7 separate regions of the Mus musculus genome follow, and regions 1, 3, 4, 5, 6 and 7 are each linked to region 2. A link is a contact called in public HiChIP or PLAC-seq and promoter capture Hi-C data. All regions are on one chromosome and are shown on one strand. The core of a region is the stretch at or near the end of the contact, and the rest is flanking DNA. Distances in the headings are between cores, read along the strand shown. Region 1 holds the start of Mcidas (multiciliate differentiation and DNA synthesis associated cell cycle protein). Region 2 holds the start of Ankrd55 (ankyrin repeat domain 55). Region 3 overlaps Plpp1 (phospholipid phosphatase 1). Region 4 holds the start of Mtrex (Mtr4 exosome RNA helicase). Region 5 holds the start of Cdc20b (cell division cycle 20B). Region 6 overlaps Gm15286 (a long non-coding RNA gene). Region 7 has its middle 19 kb from the start of Mcidas.

Evidence for each region. Promoter capture Hi-C pulls out the DNA fragments that hold promoters and counts their contacts. HiChIP or PLAC-seq counts read pairs in DNA pulled down with a chosen protein or histone mark.
Region 1: a contact with region 2 is called in an H3K4me3 HiChIP or PLAC-seq map of stem cell-derived neural progenitor cells, with 6 times the contacts expected there. The contact joins the promoter of Mcidas here to the promoter of Ankrd55 in region 2. A contact is called at or near these places in 5 of 39 promoter capture datasets (3T3-L1-derived adipocytes, the C10 cell line, the HPC-7 cell line and 2 more), 3 of 115 datasets of contacts at active chromatin or transcription factors (embryonic stem cells and stem cell-derived neural progenitor cells) and 1 of 9 other capture datasets (embryonic stem cells).
Region 3: a contact with region 2 is called in a promoter capture Hi-C map of trophoblast stem cells, with 3 times the contacts expected there. The contact joins the enhancer-like site here to the promoter of Ankrd55 in region 2. A contact is called at or near these places in 11 of 39 promoter capture datasets (the 3T3-L1 cell line, the C10 cell line, the HPC-7 cell line and 6 more), 4 of 484 Hi-C or Micro-C datasets (the HL-1 cell line, bone marrow-derived macrophages and embryonic stem cells), 1 of 115 datasets of contacts at active chromatin or transcription factors (embryonic stem cells) and 2 of 9 other capture datasets (adipose tissue and macrophages).
Region 4: an H3K27ac HiChIP or PLAC-seq map of embryonic stem cells shows a contact between it and region 2, with 4 times the contacts expected there. The contact joins the promoter of Mtrex here to the promoter of Ankrd55 in region 2. A contact is called at or near these places in 11 of 39 promoter capture datasets (the 3T3-L1 cell line, 3T3-L1-derived adipocytes, the C10 cell line and 6 more), 2 of 484 Hi-C or Micro-C datasets (B cells and regulatory T cells), 1 of 115 datasets of contacts at active chromatin or transcription factors (embryonic stem cells) and 1 of 9 other capture datasets (pancreatic islet).
Region 5: a contact with region 2 is called in a promoter capture Hi-C map of liver, with 5 times the contacts expected there. The contact joins the promoter of Cdc20b here to the promoter of Ankrd55 in region 2. A contact is called at or near these places in 12 of 39 promoter capture datasets (the 3T3-L1 cell line, 3T3-L1-derived adipocytes, the HPC-7 cell line and 6 more), 4 of 15 datasets of contacts at CTCF or cohesin (embryonic stem cells, large pre-B cells, pro-B cells and 1 more), 19 of 484 Hi-C or Micro-C datasets (B cells, CD4 T cells, the CH12 cell line and 6 more), 7 of 115 datasets of contacts at active chromatin or transcription factors (CD8 T cells, T-cell acute lymphoblastic leukemia, embryonic stem cells and 1 more) and 1 of 9 other capture datasets (embryonic stem cells).
Region 6: a promoter capture Hi-C map of hematopoietic stem and progenitor cells shows a contact between it and region 2, with 2.7 times the contacts expected there. The contact joins the enhancer-like site here to the promoter of Ankrd55 in region 2. A contact is called at or near these places in 14 of 39 promoter capture datasets (the 3T3-L1 cell line, the HPC-7 cell line, the SN4741 cell line and 9 more), 1 of 115 datasets of contacts at active chromatin or transcription factors (large pre-B cells) and 4 of 9 other capture datasets (adipose tissue, embryonic stem cells, liver and 1 more).
Region 7: a contact with region 2 is called in a promoter capture Hi-C map of hematopoietic stem and progenitor cells, with 2.4 times the contacts expected there. The contact joins the enhancer-like site here to the promoter of Ankrd55 in region 2. A contact is called at or near these places in 11 of 39 promoter capture datasets (the 3T3-L1 cell line, 3T3-L1-derived adipocytes, the C10 cell line and 7 more).

The regions. Positions count from the first base shown.
Region 1 is chr13:112,992,535-112,995,339 of GRCm38.p6, forward strand. It overlaps Mcidas (multiciliate differentiation and DNA synthesis associated cell cycle protein), which reads left to right and starts at 1,334. Exons shown (of 7, transcript NM_001037914.3): 1 at 1,334-1,454; 2 at 1,554-1,650; 3 at 1,823-1,914. The coding sequence starts at 1,338.
Region 2 is chr13:112,287,152-112,290,359 of GRCm38.p6, forward strand. Ankrd55 (ankyrin repeat domain 55) reads left to right here and starts at 1,300. Exons shown (of 11, transcript NM_029898.3): 1 at 1,300-1,831. The coding sequence starts at 1,777.
Region 3 is chr13:112,860,588-112,863,417 of GRCm38.p6, forward strand. The region is part of intron 4 of Plpp1 (phospholipid phosphatase 1); the gene reads left to right. Among named protein-coding and RNA genes, the nearest start is that of Plpp1, 61 kb to the left of the region's middle. Within about 2 kb of position 1,429, at least 59 of the 459 cell types and tissues checked have an H3K27ac peak or open chromatin away from gene starts, as enhancers often do. A contact at or near this core is called in the HL-1 cell line, adipose tissue and trophoblast stem cells, where this site is marked.
Region 4 is chr13:112,926,100-112,928,982 of GRCm38.p6, forward strand. It overlaps Mtrex (Mtr4 exosome RNA helicase), which reads right to left and starts at 1,281. Exons shown (of 27, transcript NM_028151.2): 1 at 1,131-1,281. The coding sequence starts at 1,258. It overlaps Dhx29 (DEAH (Asp-Glu-Ala-His) box polypeptide 29), which reads left to right and starts at 1,581. Exons shown (of 27, transcript NM_172594.3): 1 at 1,581-1,874. The coding sequence starts at 1,694.
Region 5 is chr13:113,033,678-113,036,845 of GRCm38.p6, forward strand. Cdc20b (cell division cycle 20B) reads left to right here and starts at 1,702. Exons shown (of 12, transcript NM_001281487.1): 1 at 1,702-1,764; 2 at 2,037-2,099. The coding sequence starts at 1,702. Mir449c (microRNA 449c) reads left to right here and starts at 2,306; the gene lies at 2,306-2,414.
Region 6 is chr13:111,639,032-111,642,135 of GRCm38.p6, forward strand. All of the region lies in intron 3 of Gm15286 (a long non-coding RNA gene), which reads left to right. Among named protein-coding and RNA genes, the nearest start is that of Mier3, 46 kb to the right of the region's middle. Within about 2 kb of position 1,445, at least 60 of the 459 cell types and tissues checked have an H3K27ac peak or open chromatin away from gene starts, as enhancers often do. A contact at or near this core is called in the HPC-7 cell line and hematopoietic stem and progenitor cells, where this site is marked.
Region 7 is chr13:113,011,847-113,014,708 of GRCm38.p6, forward strand. No RefSeq gene overlaps it. Among named protein-coding and RNA genes, the nearest start is that of Mcidas, 19 kb to the left of the region's middle. Within about 2 kb of position 1,400, at least 103 of the 459 cell types and tissues checked have an H3K27ac peak or open chromatin away from gene starts, as enhancers often do. A contact at or near this core is called in hematopoietic stem and progenitor cells, liver and pre-B cells, where this site is marked.

The sequences.
Region 1 (2,805 bases), core at 84-2,583, 710 kb after region 2:
CACCCCACAACCTCACAGCTCAGATGCACACCTTAACTCAGTTCTTATAAATAGGTGTCTCTAAGTCTTTTCACCCATTATCCACCACTGCTAAGAATATATTGATTCTTAATTCAGCTAATGGGTGCAAATCAAAAGGTCTTTCACATATATTACTTGATATAGGGCAAGAGCAAGGTGCCCAGCAGAAAGGTACACAAATTTCTATTTCAGATGCTTGTTTACATTGGACTGATCTGGGTGGTCCCCCAAAAGGTCCCTTCATCCAAAGATGCTCTATTCTGAGAGATGTCTTTTTCTAGTAGACTCAGATTCTGGAAGATGCTTCTTCCTGGGAGAGAATTGACTTGAAGAGATCTGTGTAGGAGGAGAGGCCAGCTGTAAAGAAGACAGCCAAATGCTGAGATAGTCAGCGAAGCCACCAGAATTTTAGGGGATTTGCAAATGTCCACAGTAGGGTTTTTCAGATACTGGAATAAATGTTCGTTCCCTCCCCTCCCCTCCCCTCCCCTCCCCTCCCCTCCCCTCCCCTCCCCTCTCCTATCCTCTCCTTTTCTTTTTTTCCTCCCTGAGACACACTTTTAGCGCAGGTTGGCCTATGAGCCAGCACGCAGCTCAAGCTAGATTCAAACTGGCTTCAGTACTCTGCTTCAGTACTGTCACTTTTCTTGATCCTTAAAAAAAGATGTGCTTAGGCACCACCATTTCCGGGAAAGTTACAAGGCTAGAGTACAGAGCAGAGCTTTGGCAGTAGGCGAGAATGAGAGATCAAATGAAATCCATACGTCAAAATCCAAAGTACTGTTCAGATTTAAGGGCAGTTTCTGTAATCTAGAGGCTGACCTGGGAGAACCCTTTATTTCCCTACTAGAACCTGATAGGCAAATTCCGGGAGTCTGGCGACGGTCACTCCACATTTATTGTATGCTTTGTCTTTAGAGTGGGAAGAAGAAAATCAAAGAATTGCTAACTTTTCTCATCCCCGCGGTCCGCAAACTGGAAGGCTAGGGACCGGTGGTGGCATCTGCGCTCTCTCTCCTATCCCCGCCCCCTTTCGCCTGGCGCGGCCAAGATGCCGCGGCGCCAAAGGGCGCTCGCGGGCCCGGGCCCCGCGCTCACAGCTCCCGGGGGAAGCCAGGTTGCCAGGTTGGTTAACGCCTCCGCCCGCGCGCAGATTGTCCCGGGCTGAAGGCGCCACCTCTGGCGCTCAGGCGCGAGCCGCCCCTCCCGCACAGCCCTTGTCCTCCAGGCCCTCCCTCTCTGCCCCTTCCACGCGCCGTCGCCCGCCTCAGGCACCGACAGGTGCCGCGGCACTGGGTGTGGGTCTTCATCCCAGGATGCAAGCGTGCGAGGGCAGCGCAGCCGGACGCCGGGCCTTCGACAGCATCTGCCCCAACAGGATGCTGGACCTGTCGCGGCGGACCCTCGGCAAGCCCGGGAAGCCGGAGAGGAAGGTGGGGATCCTCCCGCTGTGGTCCTGGCTCTGGGAGAGTCTGCCAGCCCGGCGCTCCGAACGCTGACCATGTGCATCCCCCGTTTCTGTGCCTGGCCAGTTCGTTCCTTCGTGGAAGTCCTTTTCGGGATGCGGTGGCGGCAGCCCGGTGGCGGTGTACGAGGACCCTCCGGACGCAGAGCCCGCCCCACTGCCAGGTGAGCCCCGAGGCACCTGCACAACCCGATTATCCATGCCGGGTGGGTGACGCGCACACGGTCCGCAGCCCCTTCTCCCCCTGGTTCCGAGGTCCTCACTGAGGGTCCTGGTGGCGACCTGGCAGAGGCTTAGGGTTCGCTGGGTGCCTGTCTCCCGATCTCCCCCGCGCAGCTCTCACAACCATAGACCTGCAGGACCTCGCCGACTGCACCTCGCTGCTCGGAACCGAAGCGTCTCCTAGTGGTGATTCGTCCGCGTCGCAGGTACTCTTTCCCTTGAGCGGATCACAGCCAACTATCGACCCAACCACCCAACCAGAAAACTGATGGGTTTATTTCCTCAAAGGTCTCAAGATGGACTGGGAGCACAGGTGCATTGAGCAGAGTGCAGCAAGCCAAACCTCCTAGACCCCAATTTTCCCCTCCCTTGTAGTATGTGCTTAAGTTCTCGTTTCCAGAGCCGGTCTGGCTGACATTTACTGCAGGGCCCCTTGTCATTCATATGAACAAGGCAATTTGGAGCTGGTGGGCCGAGGAGCTGTGAATAGAATAACTGTCTTGTTTGTCACCCACTTCCAGGCCCTCGGGAACCATTTGTATTTCATGGGTACTAAAGAAGTATGGAAGTCACTGGGGGAAACGGACAAAGGACTCTGTAAACAAGCTAGTGGAAAACGGTCCATCTTCAGAGATGGACGTTGGGCATCTGGCTGCTTAAAAAATCTTATTCTGCTCGCCGCAAAATTCTAGTTTCTTGCCGTCTTGAGGAAGAGAGACTCCCCCTCCCCTTCCTTCTAAATATGTCATCTTAACTCATCCAATTTCCACATCTTGCCATCGCTGACACATCCCAGTCAGAGGCACCTCTCAGCTCTGGTGCCTTAGAAGCCAAGGGCTTGATGCTTCTTTGGTGGGACATGAAGTGTCCAGAAGGACAGGTAGTCTTATCCAGGTGAAGGATAAATCCACAGGAAGAGGTACTTCCAGTTTTCTAACAACAAGTGCTGGGACCATTAAGCCCACTGGAACAGGCCCCTTACAGAAGAACTCTGCTGAATTTGTGAGCACCGCGAGGTATTAGTTGAGTAACATTTCTAAGGACTCCACTCCCAGGCTTTTACAACCTTGGGGAGAACTCAGAGTGATTCCAAACAG
Region 2 (3,208 bases), core at 50-2,549:
TTATCTCTCCAGCCTCTGCTTGTATTTTTAAATCAAATACTGCAGAGTATTTTGAAAGGAAGGAGCCCAAGTGGAAAAGAATAGCGATGAATAACATTGTTGGGTAAATAATAGTACTGCTGAGTCATAATAACAGTCCTGCTGAGTCATACTAACAGTCCTGCTGAGTCATAGTAACAGTACTGCTGAGTCATGGTTCTGTGAGGTGAATAACAGTGCTTGTGAGTGAGTGATATTACTAGTGAGTGGTAGCATTGTCATAGAGATGTGAGGCCCTTTTTTATGAAAAATAAATGACAGGCAAGTAGAAAATATGTGTCAAAAGATAAAAGAGAACTGCCTACAAAAGAACACAGAACATAGACTAGACCATTCTATATCAAAACAAATGTAAAGACTAAGAGTGTAGTTCAGTAGTTGACCACTTATCTAGTATATAATGTTTGGGTTTAATCTCTGTACTACAAAAAAAAAGTATTAATATAGCCATACGCAGAGGAAAAAAAGAAAACATTTCCAGCACTATGTCTAAAATCAAATATCTGTTAGTTAAAAAGAAAAGGGAGTTGCCATGATCAGTGACATACAAAAAGCCAGGTGCTATCACTCACCACCCAGGCTCTTGGAGGACAGATAGGAGAATCCTGGCTTCCTGCCAGCCAACCTAGGCACCCGGACAAGGCCTGGGTGTCAGGGAGAGACTCTCTCTGGAAAAAACAAGGAAGGTGATCCTGAAAAGAGATTCCTGATGGACCTGTGACATATACACGCTCAGGTGTGCACACATATAGATATAAAGCCAAAACCACAAAGGAAATGTCTTCATTTTGTAAAAACACAAACGAACTAGACAGATGTCTTCCCCTAGCAATAGACAGTACCACCGTATGCAAATAAGAGCAAGATTTCCCCCTCAGGTTTTTAACCCTAGAGGATGAATTTATTTGACTGCTTCTCGAAGCAGTATGGCTGGTGACTTGTCAGGCTTCATGCAGAATGCAGTAAGGCACAGCCTTGTGACTGCAGGCTGTTTGATTTAGTCTGCACAGATATTTGAACCTTGACCTTCAACCTTTCACTGCCCACCCTCAAAGTCTCTCTGACAGGAGGAGGTCACTGCAGGGAGCCTGAACCTCCCCCCATCCCCCCACCCCCAGCAGCAGTGCATAACTACTCAGCAGGGCACGTGGACTGCAGCCTCCTGCTACAATATTTACATCCTATTCCACTGAGATGGCCCGTCTCTGCTCACATGACCCAAATGCAGTTCTCACTCCACCAAGAACAAACAGCCAGCACGCAGTCTGCGCTGGCGGCTTTGCACATGCTCCGTCTGGCCCTGTGAATCTCACTCACTCATTGAGGTTTCTATTGGTTTAAAGCGACCTTCCAGTCGCCTCAGCCGAAGCTCTGAGATCTGCAGCATTTTCCTGGCCCAGATCCAAGGCAGGCACCCCCGTGAAGGCTGTCTTATTTTAGGGTTTGGGATGTTTTGTCTGTCTGCTTGGGGGAAGGGTATATAATACTCACACGTCAGTGTTGATGGTGAATGGGATTCTGAGAGTAACACTTCCTCCCCTGCAGAAAGAGTGTTTTTTATGTCTTTGCAAAGGTAGCCTTGAAGGCGCCCGGCAGATCTAACACACACTTAATTCTACAACGGGAGCTGACGCCAACGATGCTGAAGCTGACTGACGTTGGCTGCAGTGTGTGAAATGGTGTTTTCTCCTCTCCAGAGCCCTGACTGGGTTTTTTTTGCCGTTCTGATGGTAAACGATGAGACAGGCTACCATGGATTTCAGCACCTCTTCTGTGTTTGATCAGCACAAAGGTAACACGATGTTTTACCACTCCAATGGCGAAGAGATTTCCAGTTTGTAAGGAGAAGAGGAAAGGTGTGTGTGTGTGAGTGTGTGTGTGTGTGTGTGTGTGTGTGTGTGTGTGTGTGTGTGTGTGTGTGTGTGAAAACAAACCTGGTAAGGACTTGATAAGCTTTTAGGAAAAGAAAAGAAAAAAAAAGCTTACGGGCTTTCTGTCTTGCGGATGTATTCCTAGTCCTACTCTTTGGTTTGAGACATATCAGCTACTTTAGATAGTATCATCTTTATGTCATGTCATAAAGTATGTTAGAGAAAGCAATATCAGAATGCATACCGGGCCTCTTTCAGCCCGTAAATCTCATATTTCGTCACTTCAGCCATCACGAGGCACTGTGGATTCCCCTCCAAGAGAGACCTGACCCACAGACGGGTCCTGCTGATGCCACACCTCGTTCAAGACCGTGCAGTGACTTAATACTGTATTATTTAATTGCAATGGCAGAGTGGGTTTTTTCCCCCTACCCTTCATTTGCATACAGAAAGTCATCCTTCCACGGGCCAAGTAGGCTGTGAGATTCATTGCCATCATCAGACTCACAGCCTGTCAGTCTGTGTGAGTGTGGCTTTGCATGTGCTGTGTGCCTCCACACATGTATTTGTCATCTGTGTAATTAGACCATTTTTTCTATGTACGATGGAGGGGAATTCCCACACTTTAAATACAGCAGACCTTCCCAGAGCCTTTTAATGAAACGTACGGCATCTAACCCACTCGCCGCACTAGGATTCTGCAGCTTCTCAGAGCTTGGTTAGTTTCTTTCTTTCAGCTACACTATGAAATGGTGGCTTGCGGAAGCCTCATTAGCAATAGCCATTTCTTCTTTCTTTTTCCCAATTATCGATGCTTCAAGGCAAGGTCACCTCCTCTAGATCTGGCTTCGTGGCATGGGTAAATGATGTTTGCTCAATGGATTTCTCAAATAATAACATAGATTTAGATTCCTGAGGCAGATAGAGTCTTCTCCAATTCTTGCTCAGAGAGGGGGTAAAGAGGGAGAGAGAGAGAGAGAGAGAGAGAGAGAGAGAGAGAGAGAGAGAGAGAGAGAGATCGATCTTGAGAACATCTTGATTCACACTGAGTCTGTAGACAGGCACCACAGGAAGGGGGCTTACTGTAGTTCCCCCACCACCACCTCCTCTCCTCCCTGTACGTTTTGTTCCACTGATGGCAATCAGCAGAAGTGAGAGCTCTGCTTAGAATCAAGCTGCTTGTGCTGGTTAGAGAAGAGTGTTGCCAAGCCGCAGAATCACAGAGAAACACGGTGGTCATTTGGGAGACTAATCTGAGGGAGCAGGGACTGACTGCAGAAGAACAAGTCCTTCAAAAC
Region 3 (2,830 bases), core at 179-2,678, 570 kb after region 2:
GTGACCTAGCACTGGGAGGAGTGTGAGTTCCAGGATAGTGTGAGCTTTGGAAGGCAGTCAATGAAGAGTCATGTTGAGTGGGCGCATAAAAGTGAATTTGACCTCAGGATTTATAATCAACTGTAAATGTTTACTTTAAAAAAAACAGTGTAAAAATTGCAGGTGTCATATAACATTCAGGGCTACAACTTCAAGCCGTTACTAGGCAATTTTTGGATCCAGCATTCTGAAAATTGCGAGGCTTTCTTTCCTCTTACAGTAATGTAATTTGGTGAGGAAGCAACGGGGTCCAGACTCAGCAGTTTGTCTCAGAGCTTCTGTCTGAGACAAGCCTTGGTATAGCTCTGCCACGGGAGGTGGGGTTCATTTCAGAGTAGCTAAGAGCGAACACCACTCTAACGTTCTCTCTCTATCTTATTAGGAAAACTTAGCACTTGTTCCAAGGAACCAGCCCATGTTCTGTGCTCTAACAAGGACATGGAGGGCTGGGCTGGGCAAGGCGCTAACACCCGTAGGGCTTTATCCATAGCACTCTGCGGGCTGCTCGGATTGGCTTTTGAAGTGCTGGGCCAGACCTAGCTGGGTCTGTGGCGTTCTCACGATCTGAGCATCAGTGCCTCTGTCCTTCAGATGAACCTAAGGATCTGTTTGGGTTACTATTAATGCTTTGTATTTTATACTTTTAACTCTTGTAATTTCAATGTAGGAAAAATATGGAGTGACCACCGCTTTAGAGGTAGAGGCCTTGGTAGGGGCTGCTAAGGTCTAAGCTTTGCAGATCCCCTGACAGGGTTTGATTCCCGTCACCTAAATAGTGGCTCAAACTGTTTGTAACTCTAGTCCCAGGAGACTCAACATCCCATTAAGGCCTGCAAGGGCACCAGGCATGCACATGGTACACAGGCATACATGGAGGCAAAACACCCACACAAGAAATAAAACAGACAAGTGGAACGCAATAGGGGAAGACAACTAACATAGACTTTGTCCTCAATATGGTATATGAATATATATATATGCACATTCTTATCCTCACGTGTGCACTTAACATAGAGATAAAAGTCTAGATAGGAGCTGGAGAGACGGCTCATCGGGTAAGAGCACTGACTGCTCTTCCAAAGGTCCTGAGTTCCATTCCCAGCAACCACATAGTGGATCACAACCATCTGTAATGAGATCTGATGCCCTCTCCTGGTGTGTGTGAAGACAGCAACAGTGTACTCATATAAATAAAAAAAAAAAAAAAAAAAAAAAGTCTAGATAGGTTCCTTATAAACCAAGTCATTTCTGGAGAAATCCTGATGTTTCATGGTCTTGGCACAGTAGAGCTGTTTACTTGATTAGTATAGAGGCCAGGCTTTGAGTTGAGCCCTGCACAAACAGCAGCTCCTGGCTTTCCTCTTTATATAGAACACAGCCTGCCCTTTCCCTCCCACATTCCTGAGGTACCGACTCATCTTGTTTCTTTGGGCATTTTGGCATTATAGGTCAGTCCCAGGTTTGGGTGGAGACACAGTTATTTTAAGTCTGAAGACTCCTGACACTTAGATATTAATTTCTAGTTAACATTTCTCCTCGAGCCTGCCCTTTGACTATTGTTGCGCCCTGGCAGGCAGCCCAGTCCTGAGCTCAGTCCGGCGCTGGAGGGGACTCAGGGCAGAGCTGCTTTGCTCTTGCTTTGTGACTATCCTTGAATTTGATTGGCTCCAAAGATTGCAGATTTGCATGACTGTCAGAGTAGCCTTTAGAAGACATTGAGAAATGTATCGGTGGCTTTGTTGTTGTTTTTGTTTTTTGTGGATCTATCCTATTGAGGTTTCATCATGGCTTGTAACAAAATCCGTTACACCTTTCCTGCCACAAAAGTGCATAACTAGCCTTGCCTTCCCAGGTACACGCCCCCACCTATCTCACCCCTCCCAGGTACAGGCCCCTGCCTATCTGACCCTTCCTGGTGCCTTCCTTGAGCCTGGTGGTGGTAGTCATGGAGCACTGGCCCTGGACCACTTAGCATTATGTCTCTTGAAGATCTTTTAAAACTGGGGAGAAGCACTGAGCAGGTGATGAACTCATGGCTCAAAGACAAATGTAAATTAGGGTCTCCATGAATGGCAGAGATGCCAAGAGAAGCCTGACCAAATGCCTGCTTTATACTCTTCTCCTGGCCAGATTCATTCTCAGATGTAGGTGAATCAATCTCTATAGCTTGTTCGGTGTATTTGTGTTGAGTAGGCTGTTAGTGTTGTTCTGGCCTTGGGGGTTTTTCAGTAAAAGGTCAAATATTTAGACTTTAAACATTTTTATCTTTCCATTCTAAAAATAGCTTTCCTCCTTTTATAGTGTTAGAAATCATATTAGCCCCTCCTGCATACACATATCAGTTAAGTACCACTGAGCTATAGACATCCTCAGCCCCCAGATAACTGACCCCTTGACTCCAGTTTAAAATGGTAAGTGGGGGAACCTGAGACCATAACACTATTAACAGGGTCAGCCATTAGGCAAAACAGAAAGAAACCAGCTGCATTGCCCAACAGTCTGTTTCCAGATGTGGTATCATATCATTTAATGGAAACTAAATATAATTTCAGAAATTGTAGTGTGGACTGGCTATACCCTAACTTAGGATAGGTGCTTAGGTGCTATAATCCATCACCACAGACCAGACAACTTATGAGCAGCAATGTGCTTTTGACAGACCTGTGTGAGTCAGGTTCTAGGAGGACTAACTGGCTGCACACTTCTAATGCAAATGGTATGGCAACTCCTGGGTCCCATTAAGGAAGGCTCTGCCTCCATGACCCAATTACCCTGGCAAAGGCCATACCTC
Region 4 (2,883 bases), core at 31-2,530, 640 kb after region 2:
AAAATGCTCCAAAGACTTGTCCAAGGGTCAGTGTGGTGAAGGAAATTCCTCAACTTGAGAACTGAAGGTAACTGACAATAAGGGAAATTCTGTGTCTTCTTTGTGTGGCGCCTACACTTGAGCATACAGTGGAGGCCAGAGGACTTCCAGCATCCTACATTACTCCCTTGAGACAGCGTTTCTCACTTATACAACCAAGAGGCTAAGTTAGCAACCAGCCAGGCCCAACAATTTTTGTCTCTGTGCCCCACTGTGCTGGGGTTACAGTGCTCACACTTTTTATGTGGGTACTAGAGATTTGAAACTAGGTCCTCATTCTCAAACAGAAAGCTGTCTTTTACACTGGCCATGTCCTCAGCCCTAGAGCAATGATTTTTTAAATTAATTAATTTATGACTGGATTCCAGGTAAGAAGCAGAAAGACATAGCTTTTTTTTTTTTTTAAACCAGTACTTTGCAACTACTCATGTAATAACGGACCGAATCAATCATCAAGTGTAAAACGCTAACGGAAGAGAAAACTAGTTTGACCGAGTGTCATAGGGGCACTCTGGGAATTCCAACCCTAAGGACCTGAAATAAGAGGATCTCGAGTTCGAGGGCTGCCCAACTTACATAGCGATATCCTGAATCTGACTTTATTATTATTATTATTATTATTATTATTATTATTATTATTATTAATTTATTTTGGGAAAACTACAACTTGGAGATTAAATCTCTTCCTTCGGTAGCGATTTGCCTTCGCGGTTTAAGAACCCCCTACATGTCTTCCCCCTTGGCTCATCTAGTGCCTCGCTGCTTAAAGACTATGTGAGAGGTTTTGTGGGTGACAAGCCCCGCCTCGCAAGCAAAGCCGTACCTGGCCTGCTAAGCTGGGGTTACAGCCAAAGCATGGCCTAAGGAAGCCACGCTGCGGCCGGACAGGCACGAACACCGAGACCGCCCTCCCTCCCGCAAAATCAACCTTTCCTCTCTCCCCAACGGTTTTTTTTTTTTTTCCCCTCAATCTCCTTAGCCTCTTGACTCCATTCAAACACTTTCTGTGCTCCTCGTCTGAGTCGTGTTTCCTTTACCGGCATCAAAAACAAGAAGAACGAGAAGAAAAAGAGCTCAGAGGTTTTCCTTACCCGGCCTTGTCTGCAGACCCTGGTGGCCCCTTCCATTTCTCTTTCTCTTTGTCTTTCTTGGCTCCTGCTGCAGAGGTCGAATCATCCTCGAAAACGCTGAAAAGCTCATCCCCGAAAGCATCCGCCATCTTTCGGAACTCTGAGACCGAATCTCCCTCCTACCCAAGAGGCCCCGCGACCGTACCCTACAGTGACGCCGAATGGGGGGACTCGACGGTGGCCCGGAGGAGTCAAAAGTGAGCGAGCCTTGAGCCCCGCGTGACTTTTCTCCTTTCTAGTCTGGGTCCTGCCCCTTTTCTCTTCCAACCACTGCGAGTCCGGCAGTTCAATGACTAAAAACTTAGCGACCAGTGGCGCACGACAGCAGCCATGCCGCTCGCTCCCGGGAGCCGAGAGGCGGAGTCTGAGGACACGGGCCAATTGAGCCGGAGCCCCAGCCGCGGAGCCCGGATGGAGGAGGCTGGGTGGAGGCGTGGGAGCCGGCAAACGTGAAGAGCTCTCGGGCTTCTGCTGTGCCGCAGCGGGGATCTGGATCTGGAAGACTACTCTCCTGCAGCTGAAACATGGGCGGCAAAAATAAGAAACACAAGGCGCCGGGAGCTGCGGCGATGCGGGCCGCCGTGTCTGCTTCCAGAGCCAGAAGTGCAGAGGCCGGAGCTGTTGGGGAAGCCCAGAGCAAGAAGCCGGTGGCCAGGCCGGCGCCCGCCGTCCCCACCGGCGCCCGGGAGCCCCGAGTGAAGCAAGGTAAGCCCTGACCCAGTGCCCAGCCTTCTGCCCTCAGACCCTGCTTCTTGTCCAGCAAAGACTCACAACGTGAGCTGATGAGATCCAAACTTAGACATCTTCCACACCTGAGCAGTGGGTGGGGTGGCCTTGTAGATCGGTCTAAGGGCCTTTGGCCATTAAAGTTACAAAAGTAACTCTGTTACAGCGTGGCTTCGCCTTTCTAACTCACTCTTTTTTTTTTTTCTTTCTCCTTCTAAGAACGGAGTCATGGCATCTGCTGTTGTTCAGCAGGAATCCACTCTGAGCTGTCAGAACAGCCGCTCCGCTAGTTAAGAGAGTTGTTAAGGGAAGTGCTTCTGGCTTGATGCAGCTCCATGTTCTGTCAGATCTTAATGTCTTCTTCAGCATCTATCTACATAAATATCCTTGTATGTTCCAGAAAAGTCAGTGTTTCCTAAGAATAACCACACTTTACACATTGGACACTGGATTGACTTACAGTAAAATTCTATGCTTGTCAAATCCTTGCATTTTTTTGCTTACCCTGCAGATTGATTTGATAACTTGAAGGTGATTAGTTACGGCCACTCTTTCAGCTAGTTTCAAAAACATCAAAATTATATGTTGTTTTGTTCTGTTTGATCTGTTTGCTTGCAGTAATTTTTTTCTATAACAAAAAACTTGCAAGCATATGTGCTTATTGATACATAAATACCAAGCATCTGACTGGTGATAATAAGACCGAAAAAAATGGAAACCTTCGCTCCAGAGCAGCTTAGGAATCTAATTTACTAATCACACAGACAGTCGTGCTTTATAGTTGTTAAGCTTCAGAGAGAGAGAGAGCATGCCCATGAGTGTTTAGCAGGGTGTTTTGTTTCGGTTTTTTTCCCCCCAATGGTGAGGAGTCATGAAAAGTGATAGTTGAGCTGAAATTAGAAGCTGTCTAGAAGTTAATCCTGTAAAGCATGGTAGGAATAACATTCCCAAGATCTTGAGTTAAGAAAGAGCTTGGAGGGGGCTGGAG
Region 5 (3,168 bases), core at 452-2,951, 750 kb after region 2:
ATATTTCCCTGCTTCACATAAGAAGGAAAAGTGCATTTGGGAGTTGTGTATCTGTGAATGAGTGTCTAAAATGTACTTTAAAAATGTGTGACTGATGGCTGTGAGCAGATAATCCAGGGAGTCCTAGACCCTAGATTCTAAAAGTTGTCTTTAAAATTACTTCCTTGTTCTGACAAAATGGGTAAATGCACACACACACACACACACACACAAACAGATAAAAATAATCTCATGTTTTTAATACATTGCTTGTTTTGGTTGACATTCTCCAACTGGCCATTAAACAATATACCTGACTCATGCAAAGATGGTTCACTTTGAGTCTTAATGCTTGCAGAAGGGATTTCCTGGGGCTTGGAATGAGTAAGCATTTGATCACACTGCAAGAAAAGTAGCATTCTTGTGGGGTAAGAAAGATATTCTAATACAAGCATTCTGACAAATCTCATGTGGGGTTACCAGCACACATTTTCAACCGTTGTCATTGGAACACTGGGAGCTGGGTTGCTACGAAGCCGGTATTTCTTGAATTTTCAGACGTACTAGAGTGGGCTTAAGTTATTGAGCAGTTTGAATCTCCTAGCCCCAGCATGCACAAAACAACTTATTAGAGTTAAAATGCAATCTGCTGTCACTTTGGGATGGGGACCTGGGAGCAGAGAACCTGGCTGCTGGACCTCCTAGGTTGCTCAGACAGTTTAGTCTCCTGCCATATGGCCCAGCTTGCCTTGGCAGCTCAGATGGGCAGGCAAGGCTGAGCAGCCCATCTGGCTCCCTGTCTGTCAGTCGTCTCCAGGTCCCTCCAGACCCTCGAGCAATTTCATGATCGATCCAGTCCTAGGCCTGGTCAGCTGTCTCACTGGCTTTCCTTGGCTCTTTCCCTCTCTCACAAACTTCCTGCTTATGAAGTAGCTCCCAAGATCCAGCAAGAGAACTTGGCCAGTTCCCCAATTCCCCAAGTGGACAGTGCGGATAATTTATTAATTGGAAATGTCAACGCATTTCTCGGCAGCCTAGACACCCCCCCCCCCTTTTTTGAGTTTGAGTTTGAAGACAGAGGAGTTAACATGCTCATTGAGAGACATGTTTACGTTCAGGAATTTTCACAAGCGATTATCACTAAGCAGTAAACAGAAGGGTGAGAATTACTGCACGCGTCCAAATTTGATAATCAGGGTGGGGTTGAAGAAAAGGAGAGGGGAACGGAAAAAAAGGATTAGAGTCAGTTAGGACGAAACGTTTTTGCTTTTGAAAACAACAGTGAACTCCAAAAACCCCGCTTCTCTACCCGCCGACTCCGCACCTCCTGCGGGCTCGGGCAGGAGGCTCAGGCCCGCCACTGCTCGCGGCAAAGCTTGGCGCTGCGGCGCGCGCCGCTCGGGAGGCCCAGTGCGGGGGCGCGGGTAGGAGGGCGGGACCCGAGCGAGCACCCCGACACCCCAGACTTGACGTCATCGAGGCGCTGGCCTGTGGCGGGACCGACGGAAGGAGGTTCCCGCTTTGATTGCCGCCCCGCGGGCTTTTTAAAGGTTACCCTGGGGAATACGCTCCAGGAGCTGTGGGAGGAGCGAGGGTCTCGGGGGTAGGAGGGCAGGTTTGATGGGTTTAGGGGGACGAGGCTAGCGGTTTGGGAAGTCGTGGTCCTGCTTAGCCCCTGAGGGGGAGAGGCAAGGCGTCCAGGAACAGCGCACTCACTCGGAGATGGAGTGGAAACTGCAACGCACCGCCCGGAGGAAGATCCGGACGGAAGAAGAGATGTTGTGGGTGCGTACCATCCTTTTCTTTCTTGACCCAACCCTCCCATGGGGCTTCTTGCAGAAGGTACGGTTTGTAATACCCAGTAAGGACCAAAAGATGCCATGAAATTCTACAGCCTAGTTTAAATTTTGAACGGTGTGAAATTTAAGTTCTGGAGATACCTGGTTGCTTTAGAAAGAATGAGTGAATCAGCAAACCCAGGATTCAAAACAATTCCCCACTCTCCGTGACGATTTTCCTAGAGTTTTCTCCCTTCTTATGTTAATCTATTTCCAAAGGAGAACATCATGCGGGTGCTCGCCAACGGCATGAAGCAGCAGCGAAATCAAGGTTCCCCCAAGGTGAGTTTTCTGGGCTTGCCCTTCTGTCTTCATTCTGATCTCGAGCAAATTAATTCTTGCTATAGAAGGCATTTGCAGGAATTATGGGAGAATTAATACAAATTAAAAACCTTTACAGAATCTGAAGACTTAAGAAATGGATTCTCACAACTGATGTAGCTACTTATACCTGCTTAGCGGGCGCTTCCCAGTGTCCGGCTCCACAGAGGATGAAGTGTGGGTGTGTCAGGCAGGCAGTGCATTGCTAGCTGGCTGTTAGAACTTTATCCCAACAGTTGCTAGCTGCACTACCCTCTGCTGCACTCAGAAGCATGCAAAGACGTGGAAATAGTGCCATCTGGTGGATAAGGAGGTGTCTTCAAGACAGCTACTAAAAGCTGGATCCAATATAGTATTTCTGCCCCTTAAAGCTCTAACCCAAAGCTTGCAGTTCTTTTTAAAAGAGTGTTCTTTTGAAACTCATTTTTATTACCTTGTGTTTATTTACCTGCACTTATATCTGTGCATCACGTGTGTGCGTGGTGTCCGCGGAGCTCAGAAGAGGGCTTCTGATCGCCTGGAACTGGAGTTTCAGGCTTTTGGGGGCCGCCCTGTTGGTGTTGAGAATCTAATCTGTGTTCTCTGGAGGAGCAGCCAGTGCTCTTTTCAGCCGCTGAGCCATCTCTCCAGCTCCTGTACTTTCTTTAATGGATGAAAAAGTTAAATCCTCATCTGACTCACATCTCTAGCACCACTTACTTCTCTTTACACCAAATAGCCCACATGCTTTTAAATTTAGATTATTAGCTAAAATCTCACCATTTGAATATTTTTCTAGATAACATACATTTTTCTATATTCAATCAGTGACGCTTGAAATCAAATATATAGCTGGCCTTTTAAAATGCAGTGACTAATGTCACCTATAGAGAAATAACATTTAAAAGCCTTTACATTGTGTCTTTAGTTATGTTTCCTGCCCAAATTATTTTATCTTCTAGATACTTTACTGCCTAATTCAATTGAACTTTTGTTAATTCATTTTTACTTTGCTAACATCTTTAACTTAACATTAAATTTGGAAAACCCA
Region 6 (3,104 bases), core at 195-2,694, 650 kb before region 2:
AAGAAAAAAAAACGAGAAGGTGAAAATCAAGGCCAGATTGTAGGCACCATCTCCGCTTGTCGGGACTGTAGATACTCGGCCATGTGTGTTTGAGGAAAAGTTGATGCTTTCAAAATGAGGAGACTGTAGCAGATCCAAAGCCTGACAATTAGCATTTCTTCTGAGGGATTGCCACAGTGTGCATACAGTTTGAGAGTGTCTCCTAAAGGCCCATGTGTTGGGCAGGTGAAGATTCTACACTACCTTAGCGTGAGGGTATGATACACAGCCTCTAATGTAAGGAAGGTCCCGTGGGAAGCAAATGGGGACATGTCCCTCAGAAAAGACCAATGTGCTTCTCAGGAAAACCTGGCTCATTCTTTTAAAAAAATATTTATTTATTATTTGTATTGACGTTTGGCCTGCAGCTATGTCTATAGGCCACATGTGTACCTTGCCAGTAGAGGCCAGAAAAGAGTGTCAGATCCCCTGGGATTGGAGCTACAGACAGTTATGAGGAGTCATGAACATATTGGGGAACTGAGACCAGGTCCTGTACAAGGGGAGCCAGTGCTCTTTTTTTTTAATTTACTTATTTATTTATTATATGTAAAGTACACTGTAGCTGTCTTCAGACACTCCAGAAGAGGGCATCAGATCTCATTACGGGTAGTTGTGAGCCACCATGTGGTTGCTGGGATTTGAACTTCGGACCTTTGGAAGAGCAATCGGGTGCTCTTACCCACTGAGCCATCTCACCAGCCCAGCCAGTGCTCTTAACCTATGATCAATCTCACTAGCCTTCCCTGGTTAATCCTTTTGAGAGATATGTTATAGATAAACATGCCATGCAATGTTGCCCACACCCCATACAATTGGATGCTATCCACCACTAGAGCTCAGCTGATGCCAGCATTGTGCCATTGAACTCCCAGGACTGGGTAACAGATAAAATTCTTTATTTTATAAATGACCGACTTCTGGCATTTTGTTATAGATACAGAAAATGAACCAATATAGGCACCGTCTCAGTGGGGCTATGAAAATTCCTGCACTGCCCATGACAGGAATAGAGAATGTTCTGGACAGGAGTGGACCATGAATCACTGATTTAACGGAGGTCTCTCTTATTGCATCATAGAGAAAATGCAGATCCACTTTGGAAGTGAAGGGAATCAGGAGAATATTCTCTGGATTATCCAGAGTCATAACTCTCGTAACCAGCTCTGCCCAGGGCAAGATGCAGCATAGCAAGGTAGTTTTGAACATTGTAAACTCTGGATTCATGGCAGTAACACAAGCCTGGTCATTCACCAGAACCTAGGAGAAGAGGGTGGACTGAACAGATAAAGCTAGCGCAGTAGGTAAGGGGCAAGCTTAACAAAGTACAGATTAATACTATATGCAAATACCGAAGGCCTGAGACAAAGAAAACGAGCTGGCGGTAGGTGCCGCTTGTGCAATCTCAGACCCCACTGTACACACTTCCTTTGTGGTAATTACTGTCACCACAGCCAAACAGTCACTTCTCCAATCGTTTGTAATTATTTATCTCCTTAACTTCACAGTACATTTCATGAGGAGGTAGGTAGTGTCTGTCTTATCACCCCAAATCCTATACTGACAGACACACAGTAAATATTTATTGAGTAAATGAAGGGTCACAAACCAATCATGTACTGGGCTCTTTTGCATAATGTGCTCCTCATTCAGGCTTAAACTCTATTTTGTGCCTTCAGATTCACCAGCTGCCTCCTGTGTGCATAAATTAAACCCCACTGACAGTCATCTCACCTGTGGCTTTATGTACATGGCTTGGATCAGAGGGTCATGGACAGAGCCAAAAAAATAAGTCCTTTGGTTTTTGTTCTTGTTTTCTGTTTTCATCTTGGTTTAGTTTGATTTGGTAACTTTCAAATAAAAAGTAGATCCAAGCTACGGGAAAGTTGAAAGCAGAGAGAACTGCAGTTTTATATTAGTAATTCTCATGTTTGTTTGTTTTTCCATGATGGTTTTTCTGTGCAGCCCTGGCTGTTCCGGAACTTGCTCTGTAGATCAGGCTGACCTTGAATTCACAGAGATCCACCTGCCTCTGCCTCCTGAGCCCTGAGATTAAAGCTATGCGCCACCATTGCTAAGCAACCAACATCAGTAACTCTCAAAGTGCCACAGAAAGGAAATCTAGAATGTACCCTTTCATCTTCCTCTCTCTCTCTCTCTCTCTCTCTCTCTCTCTCTCTCTCTCTCTCTCTCTCTCTCCTTCTTTCTTTCTAAAACTGGGTCTCATTATGTAGCTCTGGCTGGCCTAGAACTCAATCTGTATAGCAGGCTGACCTCAAACCCACAGTGATCTATCTACCTGCTTCCTCTGCCTCTGCCTCTGCCTCTGCCTCTGCCTCTGCCTCTGCCTCTGCCTCTGCCTCTGCCTCTGCCTCGTTCCCAACCAGGTTGACATGACCTTGGCTGGGGACCCAGAGACTCCACCTTTCTTTTTGGGCTGAGTTTTTTTCAGATATTGTGATAATAAATTCCAGTTTAATGACTCCAAATCTTTTCCCATCATTTGCAATCAAGTCCTTTGGCCAGTACAAAATCTAAGTGGGACTTTCAGGAATAGTCACAGTCCCTGCTCCAGAGAGAAGACACACAGAGTATCCTTCTGTTCTCTGGGAGAAAGGCAAATTTCAAATATCCCTCCCTGTTGCTCTTTCCTTGGTATGTCAAAAGGCCCAAGAGAAGGGCTTAGGGGTTAGAGAAATGGTTCATTGTTTAAGAGCATTGGTTGCTCTACCAGAAGACCCAGGTTTGGTTCTTAGCAAACATACAATGGTTTATATCTGTAATTCCAATTCCAGAGGATCTGACACCAACTTCTGTACTTCGTTGGCACTAGGAATGCATGTGGTGCATATACACACATGCAGCCAACGCACTCATACACATAAAATAAAAATATTTAAAATAGAGAGGGAGGGAGGGAGGGAGGGTGGGAGAGAGAGAGAAAGAGAAGAAGAAGAAGAGAAGGAGGAGGAAGAGGAAGAGGGGGAGGAGGAGAAGATTTATTTTGGATTATGGTTTCAATGAATGTAGTCCATCCTGGTTGGTAAAGCATGACAGTGGGAACA
Region 7 (2,862 bases), core at 150-2,649, 720 kb after region 2:
GCTGAGAATTGAACCTAGGTCCTCTGGAAGATCAGCAGGCGCTCTTAACCGCCGAGCCATCCCTTCAGCATCTTTTCTGTTGTTGCTGCCTTGTCAGATTCCAGAGATTCTGGGTGCAAGCCAAGCCCATCACAGAGTCTATTGTTTTTTGGGTTTTTGTTTTTTTCTTTTCTTTTTTTTTTTTTTTTTTTTTTTTTTTGAGAAAACTACACTTAGGACTGAGGGGCTGAAAGATTTTGATGAGTAGCAATTTTGATGAGTCTCAGAGGAGATCCACAACTTGGTAAAATAAAACTTTGGCGATGAGTAATATCTGTGTTCCAGCTAGTGACTCCAGTGAACTGAGCCCTCAAGCTTAGAAGAACTGAACTTGCCTGAGAGAAGCAAGTAAGATCCTTCACACAAATGCACAGTTGGTTTGTGGGCTGTGGAAGGACGTAGGACGGACACTGGCAGGACAGACATCGGCAACTAGTTGACACACAGCCCTTCCTCCTTCTCCTGTGCAAAATGTAGGAGCTGTTTTACCGACTGAGTGGCAAAGTGTTGGTGCTTCACTGAAATATTGTTTTTCCTCAGTGACTTCAAAGCCCTAGAGACAATCAACAGTAGTTCCCATCTATACCAACACAGTGGCCCTTGCTATACAAAGTCATCTTAAAAGGAAAAATTTAAGAGTCAGAGACTTTATGATATTAATTACACTGTTTATATAGCTTTAAAAAAATCAAATTCTCTTTTCCTGGTGTGTGTGTGTCAGAGAGAGAGAGAGAGAGGGAGAGGGAGAGAGAGAGAGAGAGAGAGAGAGAGAGAGAGAGAGATTAAAAAGTGTGTGAGCTTTATAGTAATTTTGAATTCATAGTAAAAGTCAGTGGAAGGTATAGGCAGAGCAGCGCCGTGTATCTCCGCACTCCAGACATGTGTGCAGCCTCTCCCATTGTCTGGTTCTCCCATCAGAGAGACACATTTGCTGCAACTGGCAAATCCCTGTTACCATCTCAAGTTCTTGCTCAGCACTGTGCACGGGTTTGGAGCAAATGCATTCTGACAGCTCTCTCCAAGTACCGTAGTATACAGAGTGGTTCAGAGCCCTGGCCAAGCTCTTGTGAGGTATTTACTAATCCCTCCGCCCCTCCAATCTTCAATAATCTCTGTTTCTCCACTGTCTTCATGGTTGTACATATTCCATAACTTTATGAAATTGAAGTCATACAGCCTAGCCTCACACATTCAGCTCCTTTCCCTTAGTAATATGCATTTATGTCTCTTCTGGAACTTTTCATGTACTGATAACTCATTTAACCCTACTGGATGGGAATGATGTAAATGTCTACAATACCGAGTTTCTGGCATGGTAGAAATAGATGCCTTGTTGCTAAGAGCTAAAAATAACACCCAATCTGTTAAGTCTCGCACTAGCGTGACGTCAGCTGACTGCAAACGGCTGCCTATTGAGAATGTCTGTTTTGGTTGTATTTTGAAGTGATTTGGGGGACGGGATAGACCATGAAGCGAGCAATTGATGAGCTGAGCGCTTCAGCAGGCAAATGGTCAACTCGCTACTCAGTTCAACAAGTGACAGATATCTTACAGAATTCTGCGTCTGATGAGGGAGCATTTAGCAAGGAGTTCCTTTCTCTTTCTGATTTAAGTGACAACTTCCTTGATGAAGCACTGAGTAAAAGTGAAAGTGGTGATTCTGAAAATGAAAGACAGGGTGTTGGAAGCCAGGGGTGGGGGTGGGGGTGGGGGTGGGTGGGGACTGCCCGTGGCCCTCAACCAAGTGAGAGGGAGATTCTGGTGCCATCGAGGAGGGGTGGACTAGTGTAGTCTCCCCTCCCCCAGCCTGAAACCTGCTTGCTCAGGGGTGGAGCTTCCTGCTCATTCGGTCTGCCACGCCCACTGCTGGAACCTGCGGAGCCACACGTGCACCTTTTTACTGGACCAGAGATTATTTGGCGGGAATCGGGTCCCCTCCCCCTTCCTTCATAACTAGTGTCGCAACAATAAAATTTGAGCCTTGATCAGAGTAACTGTCTTGGCTACATTCCTTTCTCTCGCCACCTAGCCCCTCTTCTCTTCCAGGTTTCCAAAATGCCTTTCCAGGCTAGAACCCAGGTTGTGGTCTGCTGGCCGGACACAACAGACTAGGAACTTTGTGGCACCAACTGTGGATCTAAGCTTCAGTGTGGATGATAAAGGGCCAGTGAACATTCTAGGTCATTATCACTGAAGAAAGCAGGAGCATAGTTGGCCTTCTGTGCTGGGACAGTGTAGCACGCATGCTATGGAAGGATAACAAGCCCATCACCTTTATTTCCAGCTTCCACGATCCTACCAGAAATGGTGTTGTCAGTAGGAAGAAGGAAGGCACTGTTATTGAAGTAACCACACCAGAACCACAACAGGACCATGAAGCTTGCTACAACAAGCACACGGCGGTTTGGACAAGGATGACCAGATGATGGATACACCTTCGTCACTCATGTCCTCACTGCCGCTGGCCCCATCACTGCCAATGGCCACGTGTGTTCATCAGGTTCCTCATGTGGGCTTGTTGTAACTTCTGCACAACAAGGAGCTGCCAGACAGGGCTGGAGAGGTGGCTCAGCAGTTAAGAGCACTGTCTGCTCTTCCAGAGCACCCGAGTTCAATTCCCAGCAACCACATGATGGCTCACAACCATATGTAATGAGATCTGTCCTCAGATGTCTAAATACAGCTACAGTGCACTCATATACATACATAAATAAATAAATCAATCTTTTTTTTTTTTTTAAAGGAGCCACCAGACAACCTGTTTACATCACACGGTATGTTCAGAGAGTCTGCCTTGTGGAAACTTCCATACAACAACCCATC